Linked DNA regions of Cricetulus griseus: region 2 is linked to region 1. Evidence: chromatin contacts called from public Micro-C data. All regions are on one chromosome and are shown on one strand. The core of a region is the stretch at or near the end of the contact, and the rest is flanking DNA. Distances in the headings are between cores, read along the strand shown.

Region 1 (5,664 bases), core at 2,061-4,560:
GCTTTTATGTTGGTTTCTTGCTTTAGGGGTATGATTCCTGTTTAGGGTGTGAGAGATCCTGGTCTCAAATCCCAAATGGGCCCTGCTCTATAGACCTGAGGTTTTGTCAACAGGAGAGTAGATGCCTCTGTGCCTTAGGGAGGTGAATGTAGCATGTGGACCTGAGAGGAAGGTATGTTCTGCCTGGGCACCTTGTTCTGTACCTTGAGTCAGTCCAAGGTAACTGAGGGAACTTCTGAAATCTCTGTGTTGGGGTCTGTCCACCCTTGTCTGACACCCCATCAGAAAGGAGGGATGTGAGTCCTGGGGTCAACAAAAATTGGTATAATATTTGCATTCAATCCCATCAGTAATCACACTAAATATAAATGAGCTAAATTTGTGTGGTTCTTCCTTAACTCTGCCAGTTTTGCTTTGTGTATTTTGAAGCTTTCATAGTAAGTTGTAAAAAATATCCCTACTCATGTGACTTCTTGGCAAATTAACCCTTACCACCGTGAACAATACCTGGCAGGTATATTGGCTTACATCTGTAGTCCCAGATACCCTGGAGGCAGAGTCAGGAGGACCAGCTTGAGGCCAACTTGCCCATTTCACCTTTCACCTGCCACTCACTCCCCCTCCTGCCTCTGCATGCCTTTCTTTGTGTCCCCCACTCTCCTCCAGCACTGAGCTACATTGCCAGACCCACCCTGTGTTCTTACTGCATTTGGGGGTGGTGGGTGGAATAGGGTATGCCCACAGGGAGCTTAGAAATCTTCCCTTTCCTCCAGCCCAGCCTGCTTTAGTCTCTCCTCATTTTCTTCAAAGCTGTTTTTATGTCATTCAGCATCCAGTTTGCTCAATGGAACCATCCCGTCAATGACCAGAACTGAAATTCCCAGCTGTTATTTTAGTGATGTAATAGTCATTTTCATATTCAGCACTTAAGTTGAAAAGTTCCCAGTAACCTTAGCCCCTTTTGCATAGTTAAATTGACTGCATTTATTTCTAATATATATAAAATGATACATATTTACAATATACGTATTTGTTAACACACATACAGTTAAGTAGGTCTGTTTAATTGGCTTTGTAAACTGTTTTGCTGAAGTTTTGGGGGTCCTTTGTATTTACTTGTCTGCTGTGCAGACCACACTGCTGTGAGACTACTGTTCACAATCACAGTCACACCATTCTGTGCATAGGCACCGGTTTACCTCCTCCTTTGAGGAATGCTGGCTGTTTCCATAGCTTTGTTCCTGTAAGGACTCCCTCTGTGAATTTGTGCATTGTTCTTGGTTACATGTTTTGAAGGACATACCACTGTTTTGAAAACTAGTGTAAACATTTAAAGTGATAGTGAAAAACTATTTCTCAGTGCGGGAAATCCATGTGAAGCCCTAACACCATTCTGCAAGAGAGCCTTTGAGTCCCCAGCACTTCATAGTCTTAAAACAGTTGTTTGCTAATTAACTGGGGGTAAAATTATAACACACTGCTTTAAATTATTCTTAGTGACATTAAGCACCTCTTCATGGTTCTATTGGTTAAAAAAAGTTCTTTCAAGAGTCTACACATGCTTTCACCCGTTCTGCTTTTTCATGGGCTTGTAGGAATTTGTGCTTGGGAAGCGTCCTCTGAGCTCTTGACACCTGCTGTAACCACTCTAGTTCCTTAGAGACACCTTTGGCTTTGCATCTGTCATCTGTCACTGTGCCCTCTCTCCTCCAAATTCTGTGCTCTCTTACCCGGCCACATTCCCTGACTCAGCACCCATCCTCCTCACCATGTTACACATGTTAGGCCCCATTGTCTTCTTAGGTTATGTGGTGGTGCCATGTGAAGCAGGTTTTGACTGAGCATGGATAAACTCAGGTGGATATTTATTTAATATTGCCACATTTTATTATCTCAAAGGGATTGGTTTAGTGAATGGAAACTATTTAAGCTGGCTCTTCACCATCTGACCACTGTGGTCCAGGTGGTCTCAGCCCTCCATGTCATAGCACTCGGGCAGGCTCCCCGCCAGGTTGCTGGCCAGATACTGTTCTTAGCTTTGTTCTTGTGCAACTGCCAGTCAAACTCGGGGCCTCCTGCTTGTTAGACAGCACTCTACCACTGAGTTGCACCCCCCAGGTCAAAAAGCTGTTACATTATATACATATATAATGTTCTCAAAGACTAATGTCTGTCTATACAAATATAATGCTCTTAAAGACAGTCGGTTTTCTGATTCAGTGAGCATCTTTTTCTTTTTCTTTTCTTTATATTTTGATTGATTTTGATGAGCATGTTTTTCTGATGTGGGCATTATTTTGTTGTACTGATATTCTCACATTTATAGCTGAGTCTTATGTGTGTTTCTGTATTGTATGTGCACATTTATGAGTGTGTGTGTGTGTGTGTGTGTGTGTGTGTGTGTGTGTGTGTGTGTGTGTAGATGGAGTAGGATAAAGGGGTTCAGAGTTTGGTGAGGTTTCAGTTTAAAAGATGGCCAGTTGTATGTGTGTGTATCTGCTTCTGTTTCTAAAGTGAAAAGGAATGCAGCCCACTTAGTTATGAAACTCAGGGCTTGCACACACCCCTCCTGCTTAATTCTTTTGCTCTTAGTTTTAATGTTTTGAGTTTTCTAGCCTGTGTCATTGTTAAACTTGTATACCATCTCTGTGGACTGTGCCCACCCAAGGCCATGCGTAAACTATCTATCTATCTATCTATCTATCTATCTATCTATCTATCTATCTATCTATCTATCTATTTATCTATCTATCTATCTATCTATCTTGGGGCAGGGTTCCCAGGCTAGCCTTGATCACAGAGATCGCCTGCCTTTGCCTCTGGTGTGCTGGGATTAAAGATATGTGCCACCACACCTGGCCATATGAATAAATTATTTAACCCCCTTGGTTTGTAATCTAGCATATTTATGCCTTGGTTTCTACTTGGCTAGCTATATGCATGTACTTGAGTGTTATTGTGCTAATTATTTTCACATTAAAAATGATAGTGAAGTTTTGTATCTTCTGAAGTGAGTAAAATTCTAGAGTTCTCAGATAAAATTATAAATCTGAATATGGTAATGTCAGAATTTTGAAGTATTTTGCCAAATAAATATTTGTTCCTATTGTAATTTAGTAATGAAACAAAAAGCAGTGTTTCAGAATTGTATGAAATTTTGTTAGAAAAAGGGGATAGCGCAGAACTGATTCCTGAAGCCAATAGCAGGCCTATAAATGTGTTTATGAAAACAGCGTGGAGTGTGAGGTCTGGGTGCTTGGAAACAGAGGGCAAAGGTTCCTCTTGAGTGGCATGCTGTCCTTTACTTCTTAGCTGTTTACTACACTACTGCATCTGGAGCACCACGTCAGCTGTATCGAGCCCTGCTAGGAGAATGTATGTGGGTGCTGGCACCAAAAATGCATTAAAGAATGAAAAAACAAAACAAAACAAAAACAAAAAACACCCCAAACCATGTATTGACTATTCTGTTGCTAGCCAGTGCTTTGACAAGTGCAATTTGATCTTTTAGCCAGTAAAACCATGTGCACACACCTTTAATCCCAGCACCCAGGAGGCAGGGGTGGGAGGATCTCTGTGAGTTAGAGGCCAGGCTAGTCTGTAGAGCCAGTTCCAGGCCAGGCAAGGCTACATAGCGAGACCCTGACTCAGTAAGAAAACTGACGGGTAAGACATGGTAGATCGTGATGCCACTTGAGAATAAGTTCCCTGTTGAGATAGGATCAACACCAATGCAGTGTACGGTGGATGCCACGCAGACCTCTGTTAAAAACCGCTGTGTTTGTTTAAAAACTGCTCTTTTGTTTCCACAAAAATATCAAAACACTGTAAGTCCTCATGTATAAAATGGAGAGGTTAACTCATTTTACTAAGTGGTTGTCATGATTAAAAGTTACGGTTAATGGAGCTGTAGCTCAATCGGAGAGTGTTTGCCTGGCACACACAGCCCTGAGTTTGAGCCCTAGTACTGTGAAACAGAAAACCAAAGGCTTTCTGGTGATTTATATACACAGTTGGGGGCTGTTACAACAACTCGGTATACTCAGTACATGGTATCTATTGGTGTATTATAAAGAGTGTGTGTGTGTGTGTGTGTGTGTGTGTGTGTGTGTGTGTGTGTGTGTGTACTCAGTACATGGTATCTATTGGCGTATTATAAAGAGTGTGTGTGTGTGTGGGTGTGTGTGTGAGTGTGTATACTCAGTACATGGTATCTATTGGCGTATTATAAAGTGTGTGTGTGTGTGTGTGTGTGTGTGTGTGTGTGTGTGTGTATACTCAGTACATGGTATCTATTGGCGTATTATAAAGAGTGAGTGTGTGTGTGTGTGTGTGTGTGTGTATGTGTGTACTCAGTACATGGTATCTATTGGCGTATTATAAAGTGTGTGTGTGTGTGTGTGTGTGTGTGTGTGTGTGTACTCAGTACATGGTATCTATTGGCGTATTATAAAGTGTGTGTGTGTGTGTGTGTGTGTGAGTGTGTATACTCAGTACATGGTATCTATTGGCGTATTATAAAGTGTGTGTGTGTGTGTGTGTGTGTGTGTGTGTGTGTGTGTGTGTGTGTGTATACTCAGTACATGGTATCTATTGGCGTATTATAAAGTGTGTGTGTATATGTGTGTGTGTGTGTGTGTGTGTGTGTGTGTATACTCAGTACATGGTATCTATTGGCGTATTATAAAGTGTGTGTGAGTGTGTGTGTGTGTGTGTGTGTGTGTGTGTGTGTGTATACTCAGTACATGGTATCTATTGGCGTATTATAAAGTGTGTGTGTGTGTGTGTGTGTGTGTGTGTGTGTGTGTGTGTGTGTATACTCAGTACATGGTATCTATTGGCGTATTATAAAGTGTGTGTGAGTGTGTGTGTGTGTGTGTGTGTGTGTGTGTGTGTGTATACTCAGTACATGGTATCTATTGGCGTATTATAAAGTGTGTGTGTGTGTGTGTGTGTGTGTGTGACAGTCACATCCCGCTGACTAGGATCAGGAGTATTTGGAAGACACATTCCTACCGATTATGTGCAGACGAGCTTTCTTTTTATTTGTCCCTCAAAGAATGCAGTGTGTCATCTAGTTACAAGGCACTTTTATTGGGTTAAATACTGCTAAGTAATCTATACTTCAAAGTGCTCTGTGCAAATATTGGGGATAGCAGGAGACAATTGTCTGTTAGTGAGCCCTTTCCTTATATAAACCTTTTAGTAAACTGATATATGAACTAAACAAATGGAAAATGAAGAGAACAGTGTTTAGATGAGGCTGATATAGAAAAAACGTTCACCTGCACCCTCCTGGCCCTCAGCAAGCTCCCATGATACCAAATACTTCACAGGGATTTAGAGCTCTGAAGAGTCCTGTGGACACCACCCTACCAAACTTTATGTTTTGCAGTTTGGGGGACTGAACCCAAAGCCTTGCACATTAGGCAAACACTTTGTCACCAAGCTTTGTCCCCACCTCTCTGCTGGACTTTGAACTAGATCTCAGTCTTCTCAATGGGTGCTGGTGTGCTCCCACCTCACAGAAGGTGGTTAAGGGATCCAGTCAGTTCAGCTCCACACTGCTTCTGACATTCTCTGATTGCTAATTGGAGTCATAGTCTGAAGTAGAATTAATGAACCCATGGGCCAGCATGCGTCACTTAAAGCCTGTAGTGATAA
Region 2 (5,664 bases), core at 1,677-4,176, 85 kb before region 1:
GCAGACTACAGGCTCCGGCACCGACTGCTTGAAGCCAAGCGGAGGCCGGGGTGGCAGAGGGAGGTCAGACAGCAGCGAGTTTAGCACGTACAGGAGGGAGTTAGGGGTTGAGAGTGATAGCAGGTGGAGGAGGGGAGGAGGAGGGGAAGAGGGAGAGCGAGAAGGAGAGGAGGAAACCCACAAGGAGATGGTTGATCTTTTTGGCTAGAAATAATTTGGGGGTGGACTGCGTGTGAAGAGAAGAAGTGACATGATCCATTCTCCAGCACTGAGTAGTTGTCACATTTGCGGAACTCTTTCTCAGAATTTGGCATAAGGCACCCACAGAGGGACTGAGCACGAGGCTTGCTCTCTGGAGTTTTAAATTTGATGATAGGTGTGTGGTGCAGGCCTGCCATTCTGTCTCCCTGGAGACGGAGACGCTGGCTACAAGTCTGAGTCCAGCCTGGGCTACATAATGTAGCCTGGGCTACAAACATCCACTTCCTGGGTATGGAGACACACACCTTTAATCCCAGCATTCTGGAGGCAGAGACATATGGATCCCTGTAGATTCCTCACCGGCCAGTTCCAAAGCATCCAGGTTTATAGTGAGGCCCTGTCTCAAAAAACAACCCGCCCCCACCTCTAAGTATAAAATGTGAACAAAGGCAGGGAATATCTTTTTGTGTGTGTGTGCGTGTTTGTTTTTATTTTCGTTTTTCGAGGCAGGGTTTCTCTGTGGCTTTGGAGGCTGTCTAGCTCATGTAAACCAGGCTGGTCTTGATCTCCTCCTGTCTCTGCCTCCCGAGTGCTGGGATTAAAGGCGTGCGCCACCACCGCCCTGCGGCAGGGACTATTTTTAACTGGGTATGCACAACCTCATCTTACACACCTGTAAAATACCCCGTAGGTAACCTTTGTATAGGCATTGTCAGCCCCACTTTGGAGTGGAAGTAACTCGAGTTTCATAGGTATTTGAGTACCTTGTCCAGTGTTACACAGCAAGGAACTGGCAGAGACCTGGGGAGGATCCACTCCCAGACCTCCCCACCTCTGCCCTGTTTTTTCACTGTGGCATCCAGCTAAGTCTCGACAGAGGACAAAAGCCTTACCTGGACCTTCCTGGAAAAAGGGACAATCCAGTTACACCGGCCCATCCATCCCTGAGTTTCTATAATGGACGGTGGGTTCCCAGGACAGAGGGATGAAGGACATAGGTAAGGTTGGACGGGGTGGGGATGGGGGTTAAAACAGAAGCCAGATTAGGGGTAGTTGAGGAGGCAAGATTTCAGAAGCTCATTTGGTTTGGTGTAGGGAAGGTACAGCCAGGGATGCAAGCGAAGGCTTTGGTACAGAGTACCAAAAAAACCCCGAAAGCCCAACAAAAAGCTACAGAAATTAGTTAATTGTACTTCTAGATGACGATGGCTATAGTTTGACACCTATAGACATATTCTGTATAAAAGCCACTGTTCATCATTCCATTCGGTCCTGGGTCGGGAGGGGGGCAGGCGGGGGGGGGGGGGGATAAGGGAAGAGACATGGGACAGGGCCTGAAAGAAGGGTTCCTGAGAACCTTCCTGACTTCGCAGCCAGGAGGATTATTATACCGCTGCTATCCACCGGAGAGTAAATAGTAGTTAATTCTTAATTGTTAGCTCAGTCACTGCAGTTGGCTCAACAGTAATTATCATGTGGTTTGAACTCAGTTGTGAGGGCTGTCCCCTTTCAGCTGTGCACCAACAGCAACCTTATGGTACTTGAAAGTTTAGGGCAGGGGCTGCAGAGATGGCCCAACAGTTAAGCCCTTCTGATCTCTCTCTCTCTCTCTCCTTTTTTTTTTTTTTTCAGAAACAGTTCAGTTCCCAGCTCTTACTTCATAGCTGCCAGTCCATTAACTCCAACGCCAGTAACTGCCAGTGGAAGCCAGTGCTTCCATCCTCCGTGGGCACACACACGTACATACATATAATTAAAAAAAAAAATAGCCTGGTGGTGTGGTGGCCCCTGTCTTTAATCCCAGCCCAGCACTCAGGAAGGTAGAGGCAGACGGATCTCTGTCCTTGGTCTACAGAGGGAGTTTCAGGACAGAAACACAAGAGAAACTCTTCTTGAGGAAAACAACAAAAAGCAAAAACAAACAGCAAAAATAAATCTTTTAAAAAACGGGTTAGTGCTGGGGTTGGTAGTGTGTGCCTGCAAGCGCGGCTCCCAGGAAGGCCCGCGCGGGAGGCTGACGAGTTCAAGATCAGCCTAGGGATGTGGAGACCCCATCCTCCAAACAAAAAGCAAACAGTGGCATTTCCGCCCCCTCTGCAGAGTCCGTCTTACTTGCGAGGGCTCTCGTGGTGTGTGAGGTTTTATTACTTTACTTATATATTTGTTATTTTGCAAAAGCAGCCACGTGGTTGGGCGCCGCCAGGTGACCATGCAGAGGTGAGGGAGGCGGCGTCCGGGACCCTGTCCTGTCCTCCAGGTTCTGCAAACCCTCCGTTTCCCCTCCCGGGGCGGCGCTGCAGGGCGGGAGGCCAGCAAGGCCTCGGCTGTATCCGCGGGGCTCCCGTCCGCCCCGTCCGCGGCGGCTTTGCCGCAAAAGGGAGGGGGCCCTCGGGGTGAGCGTCGCTTCCCATCCGGGGGCAGCGGCGGCCCAGGCTCCCCGCCGCTCTTGATCGGCGCCCGGGGTACCGCAGTCCGGGCACCCGCGATCCTCACCGACGCCCACTCACGGCGCGGCTCCGCCAGGAATGTGGGAGCCCCGGCGGCGACGCCTGGGAGTGAGTGACGGCGCGCCGGGCCAATCAGCGCGCCGCAGGCGCGAGGCCCCGCCCCTTGCGCCCCCCGGGGCTGGTTCCCGCCGGGGCGGGACTGGCTCCAGCCGGGGGCGGGGCTACGGGGCGGGGCGGGGCGGAGCGACGGGCGGGCGAGCGAGCGGGCGAGCAGGCAGGCGGGCGGGCCTCGGAGGACCGGCGGAGGCGGCACCTGGGCGGCGGTGATGTCAGCCGGGCGCTGTGCTCTGGCCCGGGCTCCTGTCGCCGCCTAGGGCGCGGGGCGACCGCCGCGGGAGCAGCGATCTGGCAGCCGCGCCGGCGCCGGGAGGCGGGACGGCAACTTGTGGAGCTCGGCGGCCCTGCGCCTCAGGTAAGCCCGCGGGCGGCTCCCTCTGCGACCCGCGCTCGCCGCCCGGGGGACCCCCGCTCCCCGGGGTGACAGGGAGGGCTCGCCTGGGTCTGCGGCCCACGCACCCCGACTGCACACAACTCCAGTCAGGGCAGTGTGCTCCCAGCTCACACCCGGACTCCCCTCCACGCCACAGGCTCCAGTCAGGGCAGTGTGCTCCCAGCTCACACCCGGACTCCCCTCCACGCCACAGGCTCCAGTCAGGGCAGTGTGCTCCCAGCTCACACCCGGACTCCCCCCTCCACTCCACAGACTCCAGTCAGGGCAGTGTGCTCCCAGCTCACACCCGGGCTCCCCCTCCACTCCACAGACTCCAGTCAGGGCAGTGTGCTGGGACTCGAACACCCCAGACTATTAAATACCACAGAACTCCAGTCAGAGAAGTGTGCATAGTCTTACATCATGGGCTCCCTACCACACCACAGACTCACTCAGCCTGGGAAGTATGCGCCCCATCTCACAACTCAGATTCCCCTCCCCACCACACCACAGACTCTTGATTCCACAGAACTCCAATCAGGGAAGTGCGTGTGGGTCCTCACACCCCAGGATCTCCCCACACCAGACTCCAGTCAGGGAACTGGAGTGGGACCCTGAACCCTGGACTCCCTCTAATATTCCACAGATTCCAGTCAGAGAACTGCAGCGGAACCCGGGATTCCCTATATAATACCACAGAACTCCAGCCCCTGGGTCTCAGTTTCTCTGCCTTTGAGAGAGTGCCATCAGAGATGTGTGCTTGAGCACAGTCTCCTACTCTGTGACAGAACCATCAGGGAAGTGCATGTGTGGGTGGGGATAGGAGTGAAGAATATTTAAAAACACTACAGATATTTTTGTGAATCACCATCCCCAGAAAATAAATAGAAAATAGTTATATTTTCCCAGTTCCCTTACCCACTACAGCATGTCGTTTAAGTGAAAGAATTGAGAGCAATGCAAAGGGAAGTCAAAAAATCTGTTAACTAGAGAAAGCAATTGTCTTTGCTTTCCTGTTGGTAGGGTTCTGATTCTTATTTCTTGTTTCAAACCCCTTTTCTTGCTTGGAGATTTTCTGTGCACGGGTCACTGAGTGTGATTGACTTTCTGGGGGGTGGGATTAGTTCTGAAGACACTGATTCTAACCCTGGCTCTATCAGCGGTTCAGGGCTCTTTTAGAGCAAGAATAAGAAAGCGCATAGCTGAGACTTCTGAGTGGAGCCAGTTTCCCCTTTGGGGCAGCAAGCAGTTCCTCAGCAGTGAGGAGTCTCTGGTAGCCAGGTCTGGAGGAAGTAGGAGTGGACTTCATTGTTAGTCAAAAGCTGCATCCCAGACTCTGACCTAAAGGGCATTTCCAGGGGCTGGGGAAATAAAGTCATAACATTACATTTCGTTTAGAAAACCCAAGTTGGGAAGTGTGTGTGGGGAGAGAGGGTTTTAAAGATGGAATTTAAAAGATGTCTCTATAGCCAAACCGCCAAACCTGGACAGGACATTTGTGTTTCCTTTGCTGTGTTTTCCAAACAGCCTGGTTTGTATCCGTATTGCTGTCGGTTCTTCAGATGATGAGACAGCACAGGGTGTGAGAAGAGCAGCCTTTTGGCCAGGATCTCACCACTGCCCTCTGTCTTCTTTGAGACAGGCTCTCACCATGTAGCCCAGGCTGGCCTTGAACTTTTGATCTTCCTTTTTTTTTTTTTTTTAAGTTGTACTTTTTATGTGCATTGGTGTTGACACACATGTCTTTGTAAAGGAGTCAATCCCCTGGAACTTGAGTTACAGACAGGTGTGAGCTGCCTTGTGGGTGCTAGGAATTGAACTCAGGACCCCTGGAAGAGCTGCCAGTGTTCTTAACCGCTGAGCCATCTCCAAGCCTGAACTTTTGATCCTCTTGCCCCCATTGTCTTTACGTGTGTGTGTGTGTGTGTGTGTGTGTGTGTGTGTGTGTTGTGTGTGTGTGTGTGTGTGTGTGTGTGTGTGGTGTGTGTGTGTGTGTGTGTGTGTGTGGTGTGTGTGTGTGTGTGTGTGTGTGGTGTGTGTGGTGTGTGTGTGGTGTGTGTGTGTGTGGTGTGTGTGTGTGTGTGTGTGTGGTGTGGTGTGTGTGTGTGTGTGTGTGTGTGTGTGTGTGTGTGCGTGCGTTGCGTGCGTGCGTGCGTGCGTGCGTGCGCGTGCGTGCGTGCGTGCGTGCGTGTGTGTGTGTGTGTGTGTGTGTGTGTGTGTGTGGTGTGCGTGTGCGCACGCACGCTGTCATACCCAGCGAGAACAGGGCTTTTGGAAAGGGAGTAAGTAGTATATGCTTTACAGGAATAGAACCTTTTAATTTTGGTTTGTGTTTTTGAATTAAGCATAGGAATAGCTAATGGCTGAGCAATCATATTAGGCAAAATTTTGGTACTTATGTTCAGTGAATGTATATAAAACATACTGCATTTTCTAGTGGACTTTTATTAGAAAAGAAAAAAGTGGAGTTCCTTGTGGACACTAAGGTGAGCACTGTGTAGCCTTGGTTGATAACGGCATCCTGCA

Evidence for each region. Hi-C and Micro-C count contacts between places; a contact is called where the count stands out from the background.
Region 2: a Micro-C map of the CHO-K1 cell line shows a contact between it and region 1, with 3 times the contacts expected there. The contact joins the promoter of Ppfibp1 here to the enhancer-like site in region 1. A contact is called at or near these places in 3 of 8 Hi-C or Micro-C datasets (the CHO-K1 cell line, fibroblasts and liver).

Annotation. Positions count from the first base shown.
Region 1 is chr8:2,738,192-2,743,855 of CriGri-PICRH-1.0, reverse strand. The region is part of intron 2 of Ppfibp1 (liprin-beta-1); the gene reads left to right. Among named protein-coding and RNA genes, the nearest start is that of CUNH12orf71, 21 kb to the left of the region's middle. Within about 2 kb of position 3,310, at least 1 of the 6 cell types and tissues checked has open chromatin away from gene starts, as enhancers often do.
Region 2 is chr8:2,823,012-2,828,675 of CriGri-PICRH-1.0, reverse strand. It overlaps Ppfibp1 (liprin-beta-1), which reads left to right and starts at 2,926. Exons shown (of 29, transcript XM_027430084.2): 1 at 2,926-3,120.